2 separate regions of the Mus musculus genome follow, and region 1 is linked to region 2. A link is a contact called in public promoter capture Hi-C data. All regions are on one chromosome and are shown on one strand. Each heading gives the region's core, a stretch centred on a gene start, on an enhancer-like site or on the middle of the called end of the contact. The rest is flanking DNA. Distances are from core to core; before and after follow the strand shown.

Region 1 (4,971 bases), core at 1,020-3,519, 350 kb after region 2:
TACCTGAGCCTGGAGAGTTTCTAAGCAACCCCAAACAGGCCTGGACAGGCCAAGATCACAGAAGGACCAATACACAAGCACAGGAGTCAGCAACACTGATGGGAACCAAGACAGCAGGGAGCCAGGCAGCATCAGATCTATTGACTGGCAGGCGCACACACATGAAAGAGGCCTCTGGACACCATGGTCCAGCCCCACTTCCATACAGGATCCTCTGGAATTCCAGAAGGGAGCTCTAGCCCCCGTGTTGATGGAGGTTCTCCTTGCTCCCTATGTCACCCTAGGATGGAGTGTCCCACAATAGGTGGCTTGGAACATAGTAAAGAAACCTCCCAGAGAGTCCTGGCCTCTTAATGGTTACTGTAGGATAAGATGTCAGCTCCAGTAAAGGAAACCACAGTCTAGGGAGCAGGTTACATTTGATAAGTCAAAGTCCTCCCACCTAGTGCTCAACCCGCCAGAGCTCTGCTAGGTTTAGCCTGGGCAAAGAGGTGCTATCTTACTTTGCCACACTTCTGAATACAGAGGACCCATCCTCAAGCAAAAACAGGCTAGAGAATCCACGATGCTTTCCCAGGATAAGCCCCCGCGTAGACCTTCTGGACCATTCGTGAGTCTTGTGGGGTGGAAGGGGGCAGCTCGATCTGGGAACCCCAGCTCTAGGCTCTGGCCAGGTATGGTGGAATCCCTGACTTTCATAGCTACCACACCAGTACTAGAAAGAGGTTTTAGAAGAGCCACAGGCCCCTTGGCTGACTCATCCCCCTCCTCTGCAGTCAAGTGGAGGGCAGCACCCTCAGTGGCGCACAAAGCGCAAGGATCTAGAGTTCAGAAGGTCTTCAGGGTCTGGGAAGACAGAGTCCAGGCGGAAGCCATGTTCCAGAGCCACCCGTAGCACCTCCTCCAGGAATGTAGGCGTGTTCGCTACCTCCCGACGATCTTCTGGCCCCCCAGTCCACAGTGGCTGCAGCCCCAGTCTTTGATACTCTACTTCAGGGAGTTCCTGGGGGCGGGAGGCCCACTCTAGCCGAAAATGTGGACCTCCTTCTGCCCTGTCCCCAATGGCCACACCAAATCTGTTGCGCATGGCAGCCAGACACTCAGGGTCAGTGCAGAAGAGGTTGGCTCGGAAGGTGTCCACCTGGACAGAGCTCAGCTCATAGTGGTGGGGGCCCCTTCGAGCGGAGAAGTGCACCTGGCGGGGGCTGACATCTACATCTGCATGGAGTAGGGCGGCTGTGGATGCAGGTGTACCCCGAGAGGCTTCCAATTCCCGCAGGGCATCCAGGAGGGGCCGGATCTGGTAGAAGTCAGCCTCTGCCTTAAGAAGGGCAGTTTCTCCGTACCCACGGGGCAGGTCCAGACGGCCTAGCCGCAAAAAATTGAGGATGTGCCGGAAAGCCTTGCCATCCCTGTCGATGAAGTAATGGCCATCTCCTTGCGGGTTAAGGTTGGCTGGCATTAGGGTGTCAGCCCTAAACATGGCCCCCAGCATGGAATCTGGGAAGCGAGTCAGGGTCTCCAGTGTAGTGGAATATAGTGTTCCCCCCACATTTAGGGTCACGGGACCCCCAAAGGAAGGGGGTAAAGAGGACACAGGAGGGGGGGAAATTTTGGGTAATATAAGAGACAGGCAAGGAGAAGGAAAAAGCAGATATTTGGGGGTTTGGAAAGAATTGGGTGGTAACGTTCAGACTTGCTAAGTTGGAGGCAGAGGTTGGAGAACAAGACAGTAAAGTTTGTAGCTCACCCAAGCTACTTTGGTGGTGGTTGGGGGCTTCAGGACACAAAAATCCCCGAGAGGATGAAAGAACCGATGAAAGGAACAGACGGCAGCCAGACAGGATCAGGGAGCTTTTGGTCCAGACGCTTCTGATTGTGCGTGGTCAGCGATTCCCTCCTGTACTCTTCAGACAGTGGGTTTCCGAAATTCAACCAGCAGGTGACGGTGGTGAGCACCGGTCGGACGCTGAAAGGATCAGTTTGAGTTTCTGAGCTTTTGTAGTTGTAGAGTCCACGTCGGGTTCCGAGGACCTGTTCAGAGGCCCAGCCAGGGTTAGGGGCGTGTGTCCCAAAAGATGGAGGCGCAACTGATAGGAGCCGGTAGCCAGCAGTTCTGTATGGCTTGGGAGAGGCGATGCTCTTGCAGTCAGAGCTGAGAGTGTCCCGGGACTCTGTTGGGAACAGTGTCTCAGGGCTCGGGCGTTACCGCCTTCCTGGGTTGTCGCAGCAGGCACTGAGGTCCTCTCCACCCCCAGGAAGTGGCCTAAGGGCAGCGGTCAGTGGCCCTTTAAGCGACAGTCCCGCCCCTTAGCGCCCCGCCCTACGCCCCCGTGGGCTGGCCGGGCTCTGCTATGGGTGGGAGCCGGCCTTGCCAGTGCGAGAGATGGGGCGAACAGGCTGGACCGGCCGACTGGAGCGGGGGTGGAATGATTCACAGGCTTCGTTGCGGATGTGGCCGCGACGGCCCCGCGTTCCCTGCAGATGTGCATGACCTCACTAGTACAACTTAGTCGAGGATGGAGTCTCCAGTCCATCCTTCTAGTCTGAGAGAATCCACGTCTCCGGGTTGGATCCCGGTCGGGAACTCCCGAGGGGGCGGATGCTGAGCCATCGCATTCCCGGGATGCCTTCGGGCCATCCCAGCGAGCCCAGGTTCCCACGCGGTGGCTTCCCTGGTCCCCTGGGCTCGAAAGCCCCTCCCGCCAAGCCACCGGGTGCTAGTCAACTTCCTCCTTTAGAGAAACCCTAGCCTCTTGAGTAACCACGGCTACCCGCACCTGGGTGGCCAGTGTGCCAAACACTCTGCCGGGCCCCCAGGTGGCGCACAGTAAATGAACTAAGAAAGAAGCCAAGCTGAGAGACTTTAATGGAGACTTCAATGGGGCAGGGTGGGGAGGAGCCTGGAATCACAGAGTATGGAGGTCGTGACTGCGACGGCTCAGTTTCTCTGGGTCGTCCGACGCCATGAGGGAGAAGTCTCGGAATATGTCGAGATACGTCTCGTCTCCTAAGGAAATCAGAGGAAAGACTGGGAGGCTGGACAGCCGGGCTACACAGTAGGGGTGGTCCTGGCAGGGTAAGCACTTTAAAGTGTGGGTGCATCCTAAGTACAGTACCTTTGTTCCACAGGTCAGGCACGTTCGCTGTGCCCAAAACATGTTTGTTGAATAAACAATGGTATTAATGCAGTTGGGTACTAAGGGGTCAGGCATTTCGGTATGGACCTGGGGTCGGGGTCGGGGTGAAATACGTGGTTACTTTACCTGCCTGGCCCTGGGCCGCTTCAGCCTCCCTCATCTTTGCCAATCGTAGCCTGAAGGGTGGGGATTAAGGAGTAAAAGACCTGGAACTTCGCCAAATCCCCATCCTCTGTCCAATTCTTGAGTTGTGTCACTCCTTAAAAATGTCTGTCCATAACTAGTGCTTAAAGATAAAAGCTTACACTCACGAACATTTTTGCAATGTTGGTGTCCTAATAATGGCTCCCCAGGTGAACTCTCAGTATCTCACCCAACTGGTCCATGCTCCTGCTCCACACCCCTCTCCACACACACACACACACACACACACACCCCAGACCTCACCCTCCAAGTCAGGTTTTGACGTTAGTCTCACCCCAACGAGGACTGTCCAAGCATCAGTCTGCCCCTTCGGCATACTCACAGGGTTACGATGTCAGCATTAGTGGTTTCCATTGCGATAGTCAGAGGGTCCCTGCCTTCTGTGTCTCGAGCCCCCAGATCAGCACCCCGTTTCAGGAACAGGCAAGCGAGCCTAGAGAAGAGAGCTAAATTCAGCAACAGGCATCCCCCAATTTCACTCCCAGAAAGCTTCCTCCCCATGGTGCCATTTCCATGGCTCCCTACCCTGTGTGACCAAGAATGGTGGCATGGTGGAGAGGACCCCGGCCGGCACTGTCTGCTTGGTTCACATTCGCCCCATTTTGGAGGAGAAACTCGCAGGCCAGAAGAGAGTTCTGCATAGAGATCAAGAAGATGGCATTTTTAGAGGTGGATTTTTGGATGTTTCAGGGCTCAGTGAGGTGTCAGGCTTGGTCCTCGACCTTTAGATGCTCATATATTAAATCTATCCCGGGACTGGAGAGATGTCTCAGTGGTTAAAAGCACCAGCTACTCGTCCAAAGGAGTCAGATTCAGTCCTAAGCACCCACAATGCCTGTAACTCCAGTTCCAGGGAACCCCCTCCCATATATATACATGCAAGCAAAACACCAATGCACATTAAAAAAAAAGCCAGGCAGTGGTAGCACATGTCTTAATCTAAAGCCCACCACTCAGGAGGCAGAGGCCAGCAAATCTCTGAGTTTAAGGCCAGCCTGGTCTACAGAGTGAGTTCCAGGACAGCCAGGGCTACACAGAGAAAATCTGTCCCTCCCCAAAGCATATCCTGCACCCTGATGAGTCATGCTGTCCCTCTTTTTTTTTTTAATTAAAGATTGTTTTATTTTTATTTTATGTGTATAGGTGTTTTACCTACATGTATGTCTGTGTGTCACATGCAGTGAATGAGGGGGCCAGTAGAGGGCGCTGGATCTCCTGGCACTGGAGTTACAGTTATGTGCTGCCTTGTAGATGCTGGGAACTGATCCTGAGCAAACGCAGCATGAGCTCCTAACCTCTGAGCCATCTCTCCGGTCTGCTTCCTTATTTTACATTGAGGAGACTAAGTCACAGGGATATTGACAACTTGTTTAAAAGCTCATGTAAGTAGCAGACGAAAAATCTAATTCACCACCTCCAAATCACACTTCAAACACTTAGTCTATATTATTTATCTTGCCCTATGGGAAGGAGACCCCAGGGAGAGCTCTAGGGTAGAGTTGGGGAGGTCAGCATGGTCCTCACAGCAGCTGTGGCCCGGATCAGAGGTGTGGCATTCCCCTGGCCCACATTGACCCAGTTGACATCAGCTCCATGGGCCAGGGCATCAGCCATGGTAGGAAGAGAT
Region 2 (5,371 bases), core at 412-2,911:
ATGTGCACGAGAGAGAGAGAGAGAGAGAAAGAAAGAAAGAGAGAGAAAGAGAGAACGCAAGTATATGCATGTTTTGTCAGGGCACACATGTAGAGATGAGGGCATCTTTGGGGAGCCATTTCTCTCCTTCCACCGAGAATTCGGGGAACAGACCCTGATTATTAGGCTTGTGTAGAAAATACCATGACCTACTGAACCATATTCCGGCCCTCAGTTGTGTGCATGTACGCATGTTCGATTTTTTTTCTTTCTTTCTTTCTTTCTTCCTTTTTTTTTTTTTTTTTTTTTTTTGAGTCTCAGCTGTGAACTCACGATTGCAGAAATTCTGCCTCTGCTTTCTAGCAGCTGCGACTGCAGACCTGGGCCACCACCCCCGGCTCTTTCAATTTTTATTTTCAAAAAACTCCAACTCGTAGAAAATTTTCAAGAAAAATAAAGTTAACAAAATATCCTTGCCTCCTGGATTCAATGTCAATGCTCCATCTGTCTGTCCCCTCTTTATACCTGAGCCTTTGTGAGCTGCAGGCATCCAGATGCCACACCCTTAATGCTTGGCCTGTATCTTCTAAAATTACTGTAATTATGGTGATAGAAAAATTTATCTAATACAATATATGTCCACATTTAACTTCCTCCAGTTGTCCAAATGATGTCACGTATAGCTGGATCTCTTCCTCCCCATCCATATCCCGCCCAGGGCTATCCATCGTCTTATTTTGTTGTTGCTGCTGTTTCTCTTCTGAAACAGGGTCTCACTATGTAAGCCCTGGTCTAGAATACACTGCTACATAAATTAGGATGGCTTTCAACTCACAGAATCCTTCCACCTCTATCTCCCTAATGCTGAAATTAAAGGTATGTACCACCATGCCTAGCCTCTGTGTGTGTGTGTGTGAGAGAGAGAGAGTGTGTGAGTGTGTGTGTGTGTGTGTGTGTGTGTGTGAATGAGTGAGTGTGTGTGTGTGAGTGTGTGTGAGTGAGTGTGTGTGTGTGAGTGAGTGTGTGTGTGTGAGTGAGTGTGTGAGTGTGTGGTGTTTGAGGTGCATTTTTGTTTGTTTGTTTGTTTGTTTAGGTTTTTTTGGTGGGGTATAGACAGAGTTTCATACTCAGGCTGGCCTGGAACTCCTAATACTCCTTCCTGCCTCTGTTTCCTACAACCTCCTTTCATTTCAACAACTCCTATCCTTTGCTATCCTCTGTGTGTGTGTGTGTGTGTGTGTGTGTGTGTGTGTGTGTGTGTGTCCTCCTGTTTTAGCCTCTCAGGTGACAGGATTACAAGCATGTACCATCATGTCGGGCTTTCTCTTTTACGTTGTACTATCAATCACTCTAAGAATCAAGCCAGATGTTTTTCAAATGTCCCTTAATTTGGATTTATCTAAATGCTTGTTATTAGGTTGAAGCTAAATGTTCTCGGTGGAACGCCATAATGTTCCCCAGAACTGGCATCCTTACATTTCAGTGCTGAAACTAAAATGCACGCTGACATTAACGTGAGAGGCCGTCGGTAAGCAGCAACAGCGCAGCCTTCTCACTCCCAGACGCCGTTCCTTGTGCATCTCAGGAAAATTCTTTGTATGTTCTCTCTAAATCCACACTGTGACGGCTGTCTACTCCTGCAGCTGGGCTGTGCCCATCCCTCGTGTCTATTCGCGTCTCCCTAATTGCATTAATGTGTCCGGCCTTTTCTTTCTCATGAACGGCGGCTGCCTCAGCCTTGCGCTCAGTCGGTGACGGATTTTCAACCACAGCTATTCAGTTCCCCGCCATTTCTCATCTGGTTTTGTAGCACGCTGCCTTATTCGTTCCCTAAGATCCGTGCCCCACCTCCCCCTTTCATCTCCTTCCACCTTTTATCATCTCGTAGAGACTGAATTCATGTTGGTATCGAGTTGCACCGTGGCTGTTGTGAGGAGCCTCCTTCCTTGGGTTAGATCTCCCTCCTGTATACGCGCTTTGTTCTTTTTTTTTTTTTTCTTCCCTTTGTCCTTGGTATAATGTGCCCGCCGTTGCCATGCAATTTCGCCCCATTTTGCTCATGCCTGAGCAGCTTTGTCAATTCACTCTTTTGGCTCTAGCACACTGTGGGCGACTTCTTGATGCCCCACTGGGAGAGGCCAGTTTATTTTGCCTCTTGAAGGTAAAGTGAAAGGATTAGGTATTTTATGTTATTCTCTTTTCTGTAGCCTGAGAGACTTGTGTGAGGAGGGGCACGTGGTTAAGGCTAATTTAAGGCAATAGCAAATCTTTGTTAAATGACAAACCTCTTGGGGGATGTTTGGAATGCTCCAAGGTTTTCCCCCAACCAAGTGCGGGAAGAGAAGGAACTTGGAGCTTCAGCACAGTTTAGGGTTCACACCTGTTTGTGAAATTCACTAGATTTGATTATGCCTTTTCCCTGTGTTCTGTGGATCCTGGGCTGTGAGCTGCCTTCATGTCCCAGGTCTCACTCTTTGCCCCTTTTATCAGATACTAGGTTATGGACTCCCCCACTCCCACCTCTACCCCTGCCCCAGTGAAGAAGGGTTTATTTTGGCTAACGGTGTGACAGGGCACAGAGCATCACAGTGGAGAAAGGCGTGGGCATGGCAGGAGGAGACACTCCTTGGAGTCTAAAATCAGAATGCCGAGAGACATGACTCTTTTTTTCCCTTTCTGTGCTGGGGATTGAGTGCAGGGCCTCCTGAAGGTTCCACTAAGCTACTGTGCGTAGTCATTTTTTAAAGGAAGTTTAAACTAGCCACCCTAACCTGGAGAATACAGTAAAATCTCTCATCTACTGTTGTAGCAAGTTAAATGGATCTGTCTCTCTCTCTCTCTCTCTCTCTCTCTCTCTCTCTCTCTCTCAAGATTTTATTTATTATATGTATGTGAGTACACTGTCGCTGTCTTCAGACACACCAGAAGAGGGCATCAAATCCCACTGCAGATGGTTATGAGCCACCATGTGGTTGCTGGGAATTGAACTCAGGCCCTCTGGAAGAGCAGTCAGTGCTCTTAACCTCTGAGCCATCTTTCCAACCCACTCATATCTATTTTTATACATTCCTTTAATGCTGCTATTCATCATTTATACTCCTGCCCTAGTATTAACTGTTTTAATTACTATAGTTTAATAAAGGATTCTTATGTCTATGAATCTCCTTTATTACTTTCTTCATCATTACTGTTGATATATATATATATATATATATAGGGGTTGGGGGTTTGTTTTTTTGGTTTTTTGGTTTTTTGTTTTTTTTTTTTTTTTGAGACAGGGTTTCTCTGTGTAGCCCTGGCTGTCCTGGACCTCACTCTGTAGCCCAGACTGGCTTCAAACTCATAGAGATCCACCTGCCTTCTGCCTCCCGAGTGCTGGGATAAAAGGTGTGTATCATCACCTCCCGGCTTAGATATATATTATTTTAAAATAGTGGTTTTTGGGACAGGGTCTCATATGCCCAGGCCAGCCTGGGACTTGCAGTAAAGCCAAGGAAATCCTTGATCTTCTGATCCTTCTGCCTCTAGCTCCCAAATACTTAGATTTAAAGGCTTGGACTGTTACTCCCAAATTATTTAAGGCTAGGGACCAACCAACTGCAGGTTTTCCTTTGTGCTAGATAGGTATCCTACCGAGTAACTGATATCACTAGCTGCACTGCAAGTTTGAATCAGGGCTGGAGAGATGTCTCAAAGGTTAAGAGTGGGGTTCCACGAGCCGTGGGGCACAGAGGGAGCGTGACTCCGGATGAGGGTGATATGCAGCAGCTCCACAGAGCCTGGAAAGTGGGGTACCCACCTGCACAGGCATGCCCAGCTCCAGCTTCAACCCAAAGACGGGGTCAATGAAGATGGTGAGGGCAGGCACCGCAGGATCCTGGACAAAGTGCTCCAGAACCATGTCGTGCTCCCCCGTCCACGTGGCATCTGCCAGTCCGGTCAACATCGTTCGTGAGAGGAAGAAGGGCTTCTGCGGAGAACAGAGAGACAGGGTGTGTCAGAGCTGTGAGGATGGGTGGTCCTCCCGTCCACGGCTATAAGGGTTGACTTGGGAGATGAGGTGCCAGAAGGCTGGGAAGACGGAATGGCAGGCTTCTTCTAGCTTTTAAGGGAAGGAGCAACAGACTCCCCTGCCTCGGAGAATGAAAACAGAATGTGTCACAGGGGGGAGCGGTGCGCCATTATCTTCCCCAAAATATTTCTTCTGCCTGTGGCTATGAAAACGCATTCTCTGCTATTCTCAACCTCAAAGGGAAGGTGAATGAAGGAAACAAGCAAGATCTGGGCGCGAGGATGGGGTGGGTAGGGCACAAGGTCCACAGCCCATTGCCTAGGAAGCTGCCCCCTCTGCAGCAGGAGATGCCGTTAGCAGTCGACTGGCACAGCAGTTATGAGAACCCAGGGACAGGAGGAAAGGAAAACTGACAAAATGCAGCTAAGGAACAAAGTGATTGGGTTGAAAACAAGTTATCCCCATGAGCCTGCTGAAGCCTGCGATGAGGAGCAAAGACGAGGCTCTGGGGGCTGGAGACACCGCCCAGTCCTTCCCAGTATCCCCGGAAGAGGAGGAAGAGGAATGAGCTCCAAAGAAGAGAAAATAGACAATCTTCTAACAAAGCTCTTTCCTGGACAGGATGTGGAGGAATCAGTGATACAATACCAAGAGCCCAAAAAGGAAAAGATGGGCACAGCCCACACCATCTGTAAATGATGTTTCAAAGAATATACACAGGAGCTGCAGAGATGGCTCTGCGGTTAAGCACACTGACTGCTCTTCCAGAGGTCCTGAGTTCAAATCCCAGCAGCCACATGGTGGCTCACAACCATCTGTAATGAGATCTGATGCCCTCTTCTGGTGCATCTGAAGACAGCCACAGTGTACTTTTTTTTTTTTTTTTTCACAGTGTACTTATTTATAACAATAAATAAATCTTTGGGCCAGAGCAAGTGAGGCTGACCGGAGCGAGCAGAGGTCCTAAATTCAGTTCCCAGCAACTACATGATAGCTCACAACCATCTGTACAGCTAGAGTGTACTCATATACATAAAATAAACAAATCTTAAAAAAAAAAGAATATAAATAAAAACTGACAAAGACATCATTTGCTATCTGTTTTTGTTAGTACTTAGTAAACTGACAGTCCTTAGTCTGGAAAATCCCTTTATTGCTAATGTAAGGGCATATTACAATCTGGTTAGAAAAACTTCGTATTGTGTATTAGAAATATAGGCAATGTTCTTTACCCTTACTATTCTTTCTTACTTAATTTTCATTTTAACCTTAATTTTTCCTTTTATTTTATGAGTATTTTGTCTGCATATATGTGCATATGTCTGTGCACAACTGGTGTGCTGGGTGCACAAGGAGGCCAGTAGAGGGCATCATATCCCA

What was found. Promoter capture Hi-C pulls out the DNA fragments that hold promoters and counts their contacts.
Region 1: a contact with region 2 is called in a promoter capture Hi-C map of neural stem cells. The contact joins the promoter of Kctd11 here to the enhancer-like site in region 2. A contact is called at or near these places in 1 of 39 promoter capture datasets (neural stem cells), 2 of 115 datasets of contacts at active chromatin or transcription factors (bone marrow-derived macrophages and double positive thymocytes) and 1 of 9 other capture datasets (embryonic stem cells).

Annotation. Positions count from the first base shown.
Region 1 is chr11:69,878,716-69,883,686 of GRCm38.p6, forward strand. Kctd11 (potassium channel tetramerisation domain containing 11) reads right to left here and starts at 2,270. Exons shown (of 1, transcript NM_153143.4): 1 at 1-2,270. The coding sequence starts at 1,495. The coding sequence ends at 797. It overlaps Acap1 (ArfGAP with coiled-coil, ankyrin repeat and PH domains 1), which reads right to left. Exons shown (of 22, transcript NM_153788.3): 18 at 4,869-4,971; 19 at 3,870-3,979; 20 at 3,667-3,777; 21 at 3,267-3,316; 22 at 2,852-3,010. The coding sequence ends at 2,910. Mir6924 (microRNA 6924) reads right to left here and starts at 3,379; the gene lies at 3,317-3,379.
Region 2 is chr11:69,525,605-69,530,975 of GRCm38.p6, forward strand. Dnah2 (dynein, axonemal, heavy chain 2) reads right to left here. Exons shown (of 86, transcript NM_001081330.1): 4 at 3,779-3,949. Among named protein-coding and RNA genes, the nearest start is that of Dnah2, 21 kb to the right of the region's middle. Within about 2 kb of position 1,662, at least 80 of the 459 cell types and tissues checked have an H3K27ac peak or open chromatin away from gene starts, as enhancers often do. A contact at or near this core is called in neural stem cells, where this site is marked.